Regions from separate parts of the Capra hircus genome. Here region 1 is linked to region 2. The links are chromatin contacts, called in public Hi-C maps. All regions are on one chromosome and are shown on one strand. The core of a region is the stretch at or near the end of the contact, and the rest is flanking DNA. Distances in the headings are between cores, read along the strand shown.

What was found. Hi-C and Micro-C count contacts between places; a contact is called where the count stands out from the background.
Region 1: a Hi-C map of blood shows a contact between it and region 2, with 4 times the contacts expected there. The contact joins the promoter of CREBBP here to the enhancer-like site in region 2. A contact is called at or near these places in 2 of 5 Hi-C or Micro-C datasets (both in blood).

What each region holds. Positions count from the first base shown.
Region 1 is chr25:3,087,141-3,094,573 of ARS1.2, reverse strand. CREBBP (CREB-binding protein) reads left to right here and starts at 3,627. Exons shown (of 31, transcript XM_018040244.1): 1 at 3,627-4,539. The coding sequence starts at 4,455.
Region 2 is chr25:2,930,686-2,938,087 of ARS1.2, reverse strand. It overlaps TRAP1 (heat shock protein 75 kDa, mitochondrial), which reads left to right. Exons shown (of 18, transcript XM_018040241.1): 2 at 4,607-4,774; 3 at 5,539-5,621; 4 at 7,035-7,175. Among named protein-coding and RNA genes, the nearest start is that of TRAP1, 30 kb to the left of the region's middle. Within about 2 kb of position 2,312, at least 1 of the 5 cell types and tissues checked has an H3K27ac peak or open chromatin away from gene starts, as enhancers often do.

The sequences.
Region 1 (7,433 bases), core at 2,378-4,877, 160 kb before region 2:
GCTGAGCATGAGTGTCCGCTGGGGTCCGAGGCAGGAGCCCGAGTCGCGCATTCCTCAGTTCTCCTTCATGAACAGCCTCTCTCTCCACTCCAGCCTGTGAATCTCGGTCTCGGTCTTTTTCCCTCTGAGTTCACCCCGCAGCCCCTAATTGGGAAATCCAGCCCCACCCCTGGACCTTTTCCCTTGGTGCCACCACACAGATCCCCTTTGCACTGTCCCAACTGGCCGGAGACTTTTGTGCTTCTGCTGGGAGCACCTGCCTCCCTCTGTCTTTCCTTGTCTCTCTTCCTTCTTCCCAAACCAGGCTGTTAACCAGCTTGGTTGAGACAGAGGTCATGTACCCTGTGATTCACCCAAAGTGTAGATTGCAGTGGTTTTCAGTTCTGAGTTGTGAACCACCATCATCATCAACTTTGGAGCATTTTCATAACCCTAACACAAACCCCGTATTTTTTGGCTACCATTCACTGTCTCCCCCTCTCCCCAGCAATCCCCCACAACAGCGAATCTACTTCCTGTGTCTGTGGATTTACCTATTCTGGACATCTGAATAAGTGGAATCATACAATATACAGTCTTTTGATGACTGTCTTCTTTCACTGAGCATCACTTTCTCGAGGTCCGTCCATCTTGTAGCTGTGTCCATTCTGAATTCCTTGTGTGGCTGAATAATACTCCATTGTGTGGCTATAACACATTACATTTATCCATTCATCAGTTGATGGATGTGAACGAACTTTTCCCAGGTAAACCTCTCCTGATCTGTTTCTACCTCTTGCTCCTCTCCTGCGCCCTGAAGCATCCTGTAAATGGGGATTCCTTGGTGACATGGCCTCTGAGACTGGAGAGAGCAGGCAGGCTCATGTCTGCAACCCTGTGGAGCCCCTTAGTGACTGAGTGGCTCTCTTCTGGGCCTTATTCCCTCCTCTGTAAAAAGAGGACAGTGATGTTTCCATCCAGGGTTGTGGGAAGTGCTGATCTGAGTGGAGCATATGGCAGGGCGGCCTGGGATACAGAAGACACTCAACACTGCTGGGTCCCTTTTGTCTGTGTCAACCTTGATCCCGGGCTAAGGTGGGCAGGCGGGAGCCATACTTCCTCCCGTGCTGTTCCCCCACCCATGTCTGAATGCTGTGTTCTTTGACAAGAGTCAGACTAAGGGGAGAAGATGTAGAAAGGAAAGAAACAGCAGATATCAGGAAATACCAGAGGAATGGAACAAAAGGATACAAGTGAGACAGAAAAAGGGCTGTAGAGCAGGTATGTTTCAGGGCTGGGAGGCCAGAACATGGGGTTTGAAGACCTGTGTTTCAGGCTCAGGCCTGACACGTCCAGGTCACTTACCTGAGTCTTAGGGACAAGTGCCCTCCATTTCCCCCTCTGGGAGTGCGAGGATGGCACAAGCTCATGTGCCCACTGTTGTGTAAACCATTTACCCAGGAATTCTAAGGGCCTGGAGGTATTCCTACTGACCCAAGCAGGCCCTGGCTGAGGCCTCTAAGTGACCTGACATGTTGTCCCCTCTGTGGGGAAATGGCCTGGAGCTGCTTCAGGCTGGAATCCAACCTTCTCAGTGTCCTTGAGACCTCTAGGCCTCAGGGGAGCCTGACACTGTTCATTCATTCATTCATCAAATTTTACAAACCTGCCTCCTGCAGGGCACTGTGCTGTGAAGACCTGGCCTTCGTCCTCACAGGGCTCCCAGACTTGTGGTGAGAGGGACACACAGGCACATTCAGATACAGGCTGCTGCTGTCCCCTGTGTTACTCTGTGACTCTAAACACCTCCTGCCTTCTTATGCAGTGACTTCTTGAATGTTTGTTTCTGATTTCCAGGACTTGCTGTTTGGCCTCTTTGAATAGATGGGGATTTCTTTCTTTATTCTTTGCCCAAGAAGTTAGTGCAGTGGCAATGCCCTCAGGAGATTCTCAAGGGATATTTGGTAAACAAAAACAGGAAGGATAAAAATTGAGCATGTATGTGGTATACCTTCACAGAAGTATGCCCACAAGTGCTGTGGGAGCTCTAAACTGGGCTGGGAGGGCTTCCTGGAGCAGGTGATATTTGAACCGGGTCTTGGCATTAGTTAGTTTGCCAGGTATATGTATTCTCAGCACAGGGGACAGCAGTTGCAAAAGTATGAAGAGGTCTGAGTGGTAAGAACTTCCTAGTGATTGTGTGGGTGTGGGGGAAGTAAGGATGGAGTGAGGCATGGATAATGGAAGAGGGATGCAAAGGGGGGCAGTCAAGATTTTGAACAATATACATAAACAGAAAAAAGTAGAAAGATCATTCAGTCTTTTTTTTTTTTTTTTTAGTTGAGGTATAGTTGCTTTACTATGTTGTATTAGTTTTTGCGGGTACAGGAAAGTGAGATCACTCAGTCTTAACACTTGAAGACCATCACAGACACTATATAAATGCTGTTTCTTTGAAGCAGAGTTTTTTTCTCTTTCCAAGAAGTTAACTCTGGTGCTGAGTGGGGAGAAATATAGTTTTCAAGGGACGCTTAGTGGGGAGATGCCATTGGAGCCGGGGAGTGGGAGGAAGAGCGGTTTGCCCAGGTAAAGGACCTGGGAGGCAGGTTGCTCGGTGGGTGGAGAGGGAGGGAGGAGTCGGCGCTGACTCACAGAATTCTGGCTTAGGGAACAGGTTGCTGGTGATACCTTTCAGATAAGGGCTTCGGATGAAGCGCTGGCAAGTTTTGAGAAGCAGATAAAAAGAACCGAGATGTGTGAACACCTCAGATTTTTGTGGAACCATCCTGTGGGGAGTGGCCAGGCGGGCCGATCCCCCTGGGACCCCACACCTGTCTGGAGCACCTGAGGGCTCCAGGAGGTTGTCGGGGGGCGGCGAGGGTAGCGCACCAAGGCCGTCGAGGCCCTAAGCCCTGATGTAATGGGGCCTTCTGGGCCTGGGACAGGCTGAGCGCGCCCGGCTGGAGGACAGCGCTCACCACCCCGAGGCAGGTGGAGGGTGTCGCACCTGGCGCCCCCGGGGCATCGGGCTGCGGAACAGGGGCTCAGAAGCCTGGCGACGCCCCTCACATCTCGTGGGGGCGTTCGAATTCCGGCCCCGCCACTTCCTGCCTCAGTTTCCCCACTGCACCCGCTCGCAGGCGAACCAGAGGGCAATGTGTAACCTGCAGAGGCCACGATACATCGCTGGCATCCGGCAAGGGGAAGTGGCCAGGCCTAGTCGCGGGGCAGCGGGGAGAGAAGCCGGGACCGAGCAGAGTCGCCCTGCGGGACAGGCGGGCCCTGTCAGAGCCGACTCCACGTCCAGGGGCCCAGCTTGAGGCCAGGCCGCAGCCAGAGCTCTCACCACCCAGTCGCCGTCAGAACAAAAGTGGCGGCGGTGCCGGCGCCCGGCGCCCCGCAGGCCCGGCCCCCGCCCGGCAGCCCGGCCGCCCCTCCGCCCGGCGGCACGACGCACGGCAACCGCGCCTTCGGCCCTTTCCGTCCGAGCGCGCTCGGCTCTTTCCGCCGCGGCCGGCGCAGGTGGAGGGGGCGGGGCGGGGGCCGTGCGTAGTGACGCCGCGGGGGGGTGACGCACCGGCGTGCCCCGCCCCCTCCCCCTCCCCGTTCAGGCTCTGGAAAGAGAAGAAAAAAAACTTTCTTTTTTTTTTAATTGAGGAATCAACAGCCGCCATCTTGTCGCGGACCCGACCGGGGCTTCGAGCGCGATCTACTCGGCCCCGCCGGTCCCGGGCCCCACAACCGCCCGCGCACCCCGCTCCGCCCGGCCGGCCCGCTCCGCCCGGCCCTCGGCGCCCGCTCCGGCGGCCCCGCTCGCCTCTCGGCTCGGCCTCCCGGAGCCGCGGCGGCGGCGGCGGCGGCGGCGGCAGCGGCGGCGGCGGCGGCGGCGGCGGAACGGGGGGTGGGGGGGCCGCGGCGGCGGCGGCGGCGGCCCCGCTTCGCGCATTGTTTTTCCTTACGGCGGCGGCGGCGGGCCGCGGGCGGGGAGCGGAGCCCGGAGCCCCCCGGTAGTCGGGCCGCGAGCGAATTAATTAAGTGGGGCGCGGGGGGGGGGGGAGCGAGGCGGCGGCGCGGCGGCGGCACCATGTTCCCGGGGACTGCCTGAGCCGCCCGGCCGGGCGCTGTCGCTGCCAGCCGGGCCCGGGGGGGCCGCCGGGCCGCCGGGGCGCCCCCGCCGCGGAGTGTCGCGCTCGGGAGGCGGGCAGGGGATGAGGGGGCCGCGGCCGGCGGCGGCGGCGGCGGCGGCGGCGGCCGGGGGCGGGCGGTGAGCGCTGCGGGGCGCTGTTGCTGTGGCTGAGATTTGGCCGCCGCCTCCCCCACCCGGCCCTGCGCCCTCCCTCTCCCTCGGCGCTCGCTCGCGGCTCGCGCTCGCTCCTCTCCCCTCGCAGCCGGCCGGGGCCGGCGCCGACCCCAGCCCCGGAGCTCTCGCCGACCCGGCCGCCCGCGCTCGGGGCTGTTTTCGCGAGCAGGTGAAAATGGCCGAGAACTTGCTGGACGGACCGCCCAACCCCAAACGAGCCAAACTCAGCTCGCCCGGCTTCTCGGCGAATGACAGCACAGGTGAGACGGGGGCCGGGGCGGGGGGCCGGGGTCCCAGGGGTTGCTTGTCAGCCCCATACGGAGGTGAGTGCCCCCGGGAGACCCCAACTCGGCTGCGGGCTGTGCGGGGCCCGCGGAGCGAAGGCCCGCGCAGCCCCTTCCCCCGGACCCCCGCCGCCGAGGGGGAAGTTTGTCGGAAGACTGTCATGGGGCCCGAGTGGGGCGGCACATGCCCGGTGCGCTTGGATCGCCCGGAGCTGGAGAGCCCTCCTCGCCGGGAGACTGAGTGGTACTTCCAGGGAGGAAAAGTAAAGTGGAGCGTGTGTATTCTGCGTGGTGATTCCGTCTGCCTCCCACTGCCGCCGTGTGTCCGTCCACACAAGCGTGGCTGGCTGGAGAGATGACAGCGGAGGGTACGCTGGCTAGTGAGAGAAGGAAATAGTGCTGCCGAAAGGAATCCCGAAGTGTTTTCTGAATCGGTAACATATACACAAGGCTGCGACCAGAGGACTTTCCTAACAGCAGCCAGCCCGTGAGTTACGACTTATAAGTTTCTTGGAATGTGCTTCCTGGGAAAATGCTTAGTGCTATTTTGAAAACTCTTGTCGCTGGTCACCTAAGCCATTCCATTTTTCGCAACCCAGAACTTCTTAGCAAGATGTCATAAAAGTTGCTGTGGAGTGTTAATTTCACGTGTATAACTTCGGAAGAAAGTTAAACAGCAGATTCATCTGGACTGCAGTCTCCAGGGGAGCTTGTGTTGTTCTTACAATGTACATATATATATGTATATATATAAATTATGTTCAGGAATGTAGGAATTACCATTAAAAATTTATTTTTATCAGAATATTGAATAAATCGTTTAAACAGCTTGTCTGGAGACCTTCTTCGGTACTCCTATCAGTTACCTAAGAGAAGTAGTTTAGTTTTCTGTAGGTTTAATGATTCTGGGTTCTTCTGGGCTGGTTCACGGTAGCGTTATGTACTAGTTGTGTTTCCTCTTTCAGAGCTCTCCTTTGCAGTAAAACACAAACTTGTGCTCTGCTGCCCACGATTTGATTCCCAGCGCTGCTTGCATTTCTCCACTACGGTCTTGCAGTAGCAGCATCTGAAAATCAGTTTATAATGAATGGGTCCAAATTGAATTATATTGCTGCAGCAGTGCCTTCAGATTTGCAGTAGACACAGCTGTTCAGCTTGTGCAAATATTTCTTTGACCACTAGTGTTTTTCTGCTAGTGGTCTAAATATCTCTTTATCCTGTTGAGACAAAACTTGAATTTTGTGGCTGCAGTTTTAATACAATTCCTAGACTATTACTTAATGTGGAAGTGACAGAAACAATCAAAAACAAAAAACATATCAGTCATGAGATTCTTGTCTGGTTGAAATAAATTTGTTAAGCAGTGGAGAGGAATGAGTAAGTCTGGTGGGTGATTTTAAGTCACTAATAATACTCTATTTAAAAGCTGATAAAAATTGAGTTTGATGTTAATTTTTTAAAATCGGCTTATCTGAAGTGAGAGATGTGGAAACAGGCAAGAGTTAAATGCTCTGATTTCACTCCATGAAAATACTATGATTTTACTGCAGAATAGGTCTCCTTTGCTTCATTAATCTTGACATATTTGAGTGAAAAATCTTTGAACATATGAAATGTAGATCATACCAGACAAGTTTGGCCTTGAAGCTTGTCCTCTGAAACTGGTAACTTTTGAATGGCTTTGCAGCTTTGCTATTGTTAAATGAGGTTATTTTAGATTTTGTTTTATAAAGAGGGACAAATTAGTAACGTGATACTTTAACAGAGAGGCTTGTTGCACTATATACTTTCAGCTGTTTCCAGGATGGTGCACAGTGGATTGGCCTTTGGGGCAGTTCTGTTCCAGGATGGTTAGATACTTAATGTGCTGCTAATCACAACAGAGTTTTATCAAAAAGGATTTTCTACTCTTGACCACTTTTTCCCCTTATTTGACCCTTGTAAGGCGCGGAGGCTCTTTTGTGAATGTGGAACCAAAAAGTCAGTTTTTAATGACTCTGTTTAAATAATCCAGAGAATAAATTCACCATTATATTTATGTTGGGCCCTTGGTTGCATATTCGTCACCGTCACATTGTTGTGAAATGGTCCGTTAGTGTGGGGGCCATGGAAGGGATCACCATTGAACATGTTAAACCAGGTGTAACTTTGTCTCCCATAATTGCTAGTCTAAAATAGAGATTTTAAGGACATATATTAAAGCAAATAAAGGACTAAAGGAATTACATTACACACACAGAGTGGAAGCATTTGAATAGATGGAAAAGCAGGGAGAGACCTGGCAATAACATTCTGAGAGACTCAGCGTCATTTTAGTGAGGGGATGTGTGTATGTGGTTTCTGGGATGAAGTTCGGCCAGGCAGAGCAAGGTGTGTTCCCTGCTCGTGTGATAAAATTTGAGGGAGGGGTGCTCCAGATGGGAAGAGCTGAAGGGTTAGGCGAAGCAGGAGGGACTCAGACGGTCACGATCCAGTGTGTGTCTCTGGGGACTGGCCTGTGGAGCCATCCTGTCCGTTAGCTGAGTCTGATGGGTAGGCCCTGGGCCCCGAGCATAGTACACCTGATGCTGGGGAGCTGACCAGCTAGGATGCTGCCTGCAGGGCCCTTGCAGTCCAGCCGGGGGAGTGTGGATGTGCATAGGGTCCAGAAGTAGCCTTTTCTTGTTTTACATTGAGGATGTAGATGCTTTTTCACAATTATCATCTTCATTTACTTGGCACCCTTTATAAGCAGTGGGACTTTGTGTTACCAGTATATAGTTTGTTGTGTGTTTTGGAAATTTTTGTGTTTAATATTTACAAATTAAAACAGCGTATTACTGTCTTGCAGCAGCAGGGATTCATCATTTAACAGTATGGAAGAAAAATAC
Region 2 (7,402 bases), core at 1,063-3,562:
TTGACTTGTGCTCCGCGCTTGGGCTGCTGCTGCTGCTGCAGTGACTGTATGCTGTCCTTTGTGAGCCTAGCTTTCCAGTGTACGCTTAACCCTTGAAGAGCCCCCTTTGAACTGCGAGGGTCCCCTTGTGTTTACCCGTGAGTAGGGACTGCAGTACTGCACAGTCCACAGCTGGGTGGAATCCACGAGTGTGGATGTGGTTGCGTTGGAGGGCCAACTGGAGGGCCATGCTTGGGTTCTCACCTTCACGGGGTGGGGGGCTCTGTGCCCTTGACCCCCCGCCACGTGACTTAGGTGGGCTCTCTCAGGGCGGCTGTGTTAGTCATCGGGCAGCTGTGCGTGCTTGCTCCTGTTTGCGCTTCCTTTTATGTTCTCCACACACTCTGGTTGCTCTTAACTATTTACTCTTTGGGTTTGTGAAACACGACCGTGGTTCTGAGAGTCAGGAGGGAAGAGGATGCTCAGAAATGTCATTTCCCCTCAGCTCTGCTCCCTCATCCCCACCCTTCCTTTCTCCATTCTAGTCCCACACATCTGTTATGGGTCAAATCACAAGTCCCCCAAAGATGGTGAAATTCTGACCCCAGAACCTGTGAACACGATCCTGTTTGAAAATGGCGTCTTTGCCAAAGATCCAGTTAAAGATCGCTAGGATGGGCCGTGATCCACTATGATGTGTCCTTATAAAAGGGAATTCCAACCCAGGGGCAGACACGAGCAGAGGAGGACACCGCCGTCTCCCAGCTGAGGTGCCCTGAGGCCCCCGAGGCGGGGGAGCAGGTAGAGCGGGTTCCCCTGCAGCCCCGCCAGCGCTTGGGCTTTATTCCTTCAGCCTTCAGAGCCGGGAGGAGGTAGACTTCTGTTGTTTCCGTGGCCTCGTCGGGGTGCTCTGCCACAGCAGCCCCAGGAGGCAAACAGCCCGGGTACCCAGTTTCTTGTGGTTTAAATCGTGTGCCCCAGAGATGTGTGCACGCCCTCATCTGTGAACGTGACCTTATTTGGAAAGAGGGTTTTTGTCGATATAATAAGATGAGGTCATATTGGGTTAGAGTGAGCCCCAAACCCAGTATAACCGGCGACCCAGGAGAGAAATTTGGACACAGAGGAGACCCTCAGGAAAGAGAGGCTGTGTGAGGACAAAGGCAGAGATGGGGGCGAGGCAGCCACGAGCCCGGGGGAGGTGTGGACAGACTGCCCTTCGGGGCCCCGGGAGGACTCGGCCCTGCCGGCACCTTGGTTTTGCACTTCTGGCCTCTGGAACCAGGAGAGAGGAAGTTTCTGTGGTTGTAAGCCACCCTGTCCCTTGTTATGACAGCCTTAGGAATTGAATACACAATCTCATTAGCTTCTGGTTTATCCTTCCTGTTGCTTTTGCACAAACGAGTGGAAACGTGGATATTTCCCTGTATCTCTTTCTTCCATGAAGGGTAAATGTGCGATAGATAACTCTTGATCACCTGGAGCATTGTTTCCAACAGCACAGGAAACAGTTTAAACATCCATCAGTTGAACACTAAATACTCATTCAGTACAGTGGATTATTATTTGTTCATTAAAAAGAATAAGCAGCTTTATATGTACTAAAACAGAGCAGTTCCTAAGATGTGTTCTTTCTTTAAAATGTCATTTACTTGTTTAGTTTTGGCTGTGCTGGGTCTTTGTTGCTGCGTGGCTTTTTCTCTAGTTGTGGAGTGCGGAGGCTACTCTAGTTGTGACGTGCGGGCTTCTCATTGCAGTGGCTTCTCATTTCAGAGCTCGGGCTCCAGGGTGCGTGGACTTCAGTACTTGTGGCACGTGGCTCAGTTGCGACTCCTGGGCTCTAGAGCACGGGCTGAATAGTTGGACACATGCTTAGTTGCCCCTCGGTGTGTGGGATCTTCCTGGACCAGAGCTCAAACCCATGTCTCCTGCGTTAGCAGGTGGATTCTTTACCACTGAGCCACCAGGGAAGCCGTAAGATGTGTTCTTGATAAAAATATTTATGCACAGAAGACTGGAAATAAAGTGTGCCGGTCATAATCCAACAGCCCCTTCCCCAGTCTGGGAGCAGGTTTAAAACAGGTAGTTCCTGGGGGTCTGAAAGGAGAGGCGCTGTTATCCACTGAATTGTTCAGTTTCGTGTGATTTCTGGTTTTCTTTGGGGATGAAGATGGCTTACAACTGGGCGTGAGGGAATGTGACCTGTTCTTTCCTGACAGGACCAAGAGGCAGATGATGAGAAAAGGACCGAGTCCTTTGAGCAGGGGGTAGGACAGGAAGCAGGGCAGGGCTGTGGCCAGGGCTCCTTCCCCAGGGTGGGCGGCTGCAGGCCTGTGGGCCGGGACGAAGGGGTGCGCCCTGGAGGTCTTGGGTGCTGCTTGGTGGGGTCCTGGAAGGCCAGCCTGAGGCCCTTGGAGTTGGTGGGGTTGTGTTCAGGAATGAGTCCCCTGAAATCAGAAATACCAAGATGGAGTTTGTATCAGAAGATGAAGGTGTTGAGTTTAAGAGATGGGACAGGTTGCATGGAGCAGTGTGCAGGCAGGGGGCCACCTGGAAGGCCAAGGACCCTGGGTATGCCAGGGCAAGGGCGGCGGAGGAGCTGGGGAGGCTCGGGCCAGGGTCAGCGCGCCTGCGAGCCACTGCTGGAAGGAGGCGCCCTGGGACACCACACGTGTGCACGCACACACACAGCCCTTTACACACACACGCACACACACACTGTCCTTTACACACACAGACACACATACAGACACACACACACTGTCCTTTACACACAGACACAGACACACACGGACAGACACACACACTGTCCTTTACACAACTGAGAGACACATACACAGACACACACACACACACTGTCCTTTACACACACACAGAGACACATACACGGACAGACACGGACAGACACACACACTGTCCTTTACACACAGACACACAGACAGACACACAGGCTCGCTCGCTCTCTCTCTCTCTGTCCTTTCCTGAGGCCCCTGAACAGGAAGCGGTTTGATGTAAGAATCTCTAAAATACTTTCAGTGTCCTCGGACTTTTTACGTGGAAGCATCAGGAACACTGCCAGTCTGTGCTTCCGGGGCTGCCTCCCACCTTCCTCTGGGGGCCTCCCCGTCACTCCCAGTTTCAGTGGTCCAAGTGCTCGTACGTGGAGGGCGATGCTCCACGGAGAGCTGAGTCCACACTGCATCCTGAGGCCCAGCCAGGTCTCGCATCCCTCACTGATTTCAGCCTGAAGTCCCCTCAGTTTAAAGCAGAGGGTCCCCAGCTTTTGTGGGGAGCCAGGAGCACTGTCCCGGGAGGGGAGACGGTGTGGGTCACACAGTCTGCTGGCGTCGTACGTCCTGCGTCAGCGCCATCTGGGACCATGGGGACCCCAGCAGCCCTGCCTGGGCTGGTGCAGACTTGAATGCTATAACCAAATGCCACTTAATTCCAGAAGAAATACCCAGTTTTTTAGGGGGAACGGGTTAGCTGTATGGATTAAGTGAACAGTGCAGCTAGGCCAGAGAATTAAATATTCAAGCTATCTGGAAACTGAATGTTTTCTAAGTTAGGCTGGTTTTAAAGGTATTCCTCATATAGGTAAAGGCTAAAGTGTGTGTTATCTATAAATCCAAAAATAAGCTTAAACAGAAGGCAGATATTTACACCTTGTAGGAATGTGGAAGCTGATAACATTGATTTAGAAAGCCACGAGTTACTTCTAACTCATTCCTCCCTGAGCGCCACACGTGCGTAGTGTGTAACTGGCAGCCGCAGCTTGTCGTGGCCTAGACTTTGACACGGAGTGTCCTGTGTTAGGAGCCTTCAGAGTGCTGGGCAGTGAGCCCCTCTACACAGTGCCGGCCCCCGGCCAGTGTCTTCAGGGTGCTGGTGAGGACTGGCTGAATTCTGCCCGTTGGGTGGAGGGGCCGTGTGTCTTTCTGTGGCGCTGGCAGCCACGCCGGGCCGGGGTGCAGTGTCATGGGGGTGGGTTTTCCTTCTCCCCGCGCCGTGGTTCCTCGGTCCACTGTGCTGAAGGGAGTTACTGAAAAGTAACTGGAGAGACACGGAATCCCATTCCTAGTTATGAGGCAGAGGAGATCATGCCCTGGTTTGCAGACTTTAAATGCACTAATTTAAAAGACTCTTGTGGACAGGAGAAGAAAGGACTCAAGATTTTTTGGAAGATGACGGGACAGTTTTGGAACATGCACATCTAAAAATTTGTCTCCCTCTTAGGGAGTATTTTTTCTCCTTTTTCCATGTTAGTTACACAGTAAGGAAGGCTGGCCTGTCGTTATTTCTGGCTCTGGGAGGGGCTGCGAGCATGGAGGCACGTTGAGTTTGGTGGGTTTGTGCACCAAATCGGGGCGCACGTGGGAAGTGGCGTCAGAAGGTGCCTGCCTGCTCCTGCCGTTCTGCCGCGAGTTCTCTGCGTTCTTGGTATTTGCCATGTGTGGGGCGGTGTTAGCAAAACTACCTGCCGACTACCGGCTAGATGCACGGAGCTTGTCACTTCCGATTTCTCCAGGGTGACACTGGTCTCTGGAGCCGGCTTTGGTGTGAACAAATCAGGGTATTCTGTCCTGATGTCCTGTTAATTCTTTCTTCCTCATGTTTGTCTTTTCAGGAAAACCAGTTCTGTGTCCCTGGAGGCCCCCAGCTCAGTCCTGGGGTCCCCGGCGAAGCCTGGCCTCGAGCTTCCACGTGGGACGGCCTTTCAGCTCCCAGGCTGCCGAGGACCAGGCGGAGGCGGGGCCCCTGCACTCGGTCATCAGCAGCTCGGAGGCCGTGCAGGGTGAGGCTGGTGCAGGGTTGGGGCGTTCGGTCAGGGGCCCCGGAGAACGCTGCCTCCCGCGGGGGTACTGAGGCAGAAGCCGTGCTTGAGGGAGCCACGCACTCACTTCAGACGAAGGAAGGGCTTGGTTGGAGGGAGGGGTCCCAAAACAATGCCTCCTGCATTTCCGGCTTCCCCGGCGCTTCTGACTTCCATCCTGGCACGTTTGGCGCCCTCTGGTGGTCACCGGGAGTTGGCGCAGGCGCCTGCACATCTGCTAACGATCACCAAGCGGACGGAAGCTCAGCACGGCCCTGCGTTCCCGGGACGTGTGGAGGGCAGGCTCTGGAGCCGGTCCTGCCGCGAATCCGTTTCTGGCTTTCAGATGAGACAGCAACAGAGTATTTAATGCTTGGGTTAAGAGGAGTGAGGTTTTCTCCTTTGCTTTCTAAATGATTAATCTGGAAACCACCGCATTCAAGAATCGAATCCAGGGTCTGGTTGTGGAGGCAGGTCGACAGCTTCTCCAAGCAGCGGAACCTAAGGCCTGCAGGCTCCGGCGAGGAGGGTGGGTGCGGGCTTGTCCACGCTTCTCGGGGAAAGGGAACTCCTGATCTGCTCTTCTGTCTGAGCCCCAGATGGTTGGGGGTTTTTTGTTGTTGTTCACTGTTTTGAAAAATGTTTAAAACTCCTTATCTTAAAGATTTTTTTGAATGTTGCAAAGCATGTTCTTCTGTGAAAAAAGACGTTAAACTTTCCTGGTTGCGTCTGTGGTTTGTTACTAGGTTCTGCTACCAAACACGAGTTCCAGGCTGAGACGAAGAAGCTCTTAGACATTGTTGCCCGTTCCCTGTACTCAGAAAAAGAGGTGCGTGCCTGCTAATCACTCCCAGCGCTGGCTGGTTCTGTTGGCAAGACTGTTTCTGTGCTGTCCTGGGGAAATGCCAGCTAGTGGGTTAGCAGTGAGAAGGCATTAAATTTGGACAAGTACTGATCTTGGCTACCAGTGAGTGTTCTTACCAAAATCCATTGGGGTTTATGGACAGATATATCCAGGTAATTCTTTGAGCCACACTGAACCTGGGAAGTAATGCATTTTGCTGTTAATTTTAAAGTCTCAGGTGTTGGTGTGGGGCCTTCCCTGCTGATGTCCATTTCTGGGGTGTTGCCCACGGGCTCTGGACCCCAGATTCACCTCCCTCGTCACCTGGCCTCACCAGCCATGGTCTGTGGGGCTGAAGGAAGAAGACTCCCCCTGTGTAGAGCAGAGCAGCAAGGAGCGCCTGGGGCCTTTGTGAGGAGACAAAGCTGCTCCAGGCTGACAGGCTGTGGTTCCATGCTCATTGTTGCTAAAATGCAGAGAATTTGAGAGGAGTAAAGCACAGCTTGGAGAAGGCAATGGCAGCCCACTCCAGTACTCTTGCCTGGAAAATCCCATGGACAGAAGAGCCTGGTAGGCTACAGTATATGGGGTCGCAAAGAGTCAGATACAACTGAGCAACTTCATTTTCACTTTTCACTTTCATGCATTGGAGAAGGAAATGGCAACCCACTCCAGTGTTCTTGCCTGGAGAATCCCAGGGACGGAGGAGCCTGGTGGGCTGCCGTCTATGGGGTCGCACAGAGTCGGACACGACTGAAGCGACTTAGCAGCAGCAGCAGCAGAAGCAAAGCACAGCTTTCCAAAATGAAAAGACTTCCAGGAAGTATTTCCAGGTCTCGTCCTGCTAAACTCCATCCCCAGGTGGCCCCGTGACACCCAGCTGCTTCTCTCTCGGGGCCAGGTCAGCCCTCCCATGTGCTGCGTCTGACTGTAAGTGGAGCTTTATCAGAGGAGAAGGGCTGTGCACACCCAGGTCGGTCGTGGGGCCTGAGGCCCCCTTTTCTCCTGAACATGGGAGGTCTGGTTTGTGGCAACCCACTAGATTAAGTGAAGCTGGTGAGCCCTTCATGGAGAAGGGAAAATATGTTTTGAGGATATTTTGACATCCGTGGGCAAGAGTTGAGAAGTCGTCTCACGAGTCCCTTGCAGTTGGCAGTAACAGACTCCTAGCTCCAAACTGATGCTGAGGAAGGGGCAGTAGGGTCAGAGGTGACAGAAAGCTGGGTCAGGGGAACATGATCCACCTCCAGTCATCCTGTGGGCGGCTCTGGAGAAACTGGCTTTGAGTACAGTGGGAAGTCTTTATCTGGTTAAATGCTTCCCCCAGCTGGTAACACTGCTGCAGAGGCTGCTGACAGATAGGTCCTGCAGCACAGCGTCTCATCTCCATTTCCATAGGTGTTCATTCGTGAGCTCATCTCCAACGCAAGTGATGCCTTGGAAAAGCTGCGTCATAAGCTGGTGTCTGAAGGCCAAGCGCTGCCAGACATGGAGATTCACCTGCAGACTGACGCCGACAGAGGCACCATCACAATCCAGGTGCCTCCCCCGATGGGCCGGGAGACGGGCTGCCTGTCTGTCACGCCTCTAGGCTCCCAGTGGCCTGCTGACCACCTTGAACTGAATATAGTTCCCTGTGCTGTATACAGTAGGCCCTTGATGTTTGCCTCCTATATATTCCCATTTGCTCACCCCAAAGTCCCAGTCCTTCCCTCTGCACCTGCCCTGTCCCGTGGCAGCTGCAAGTCCGTTCCCTATGTCTGTGA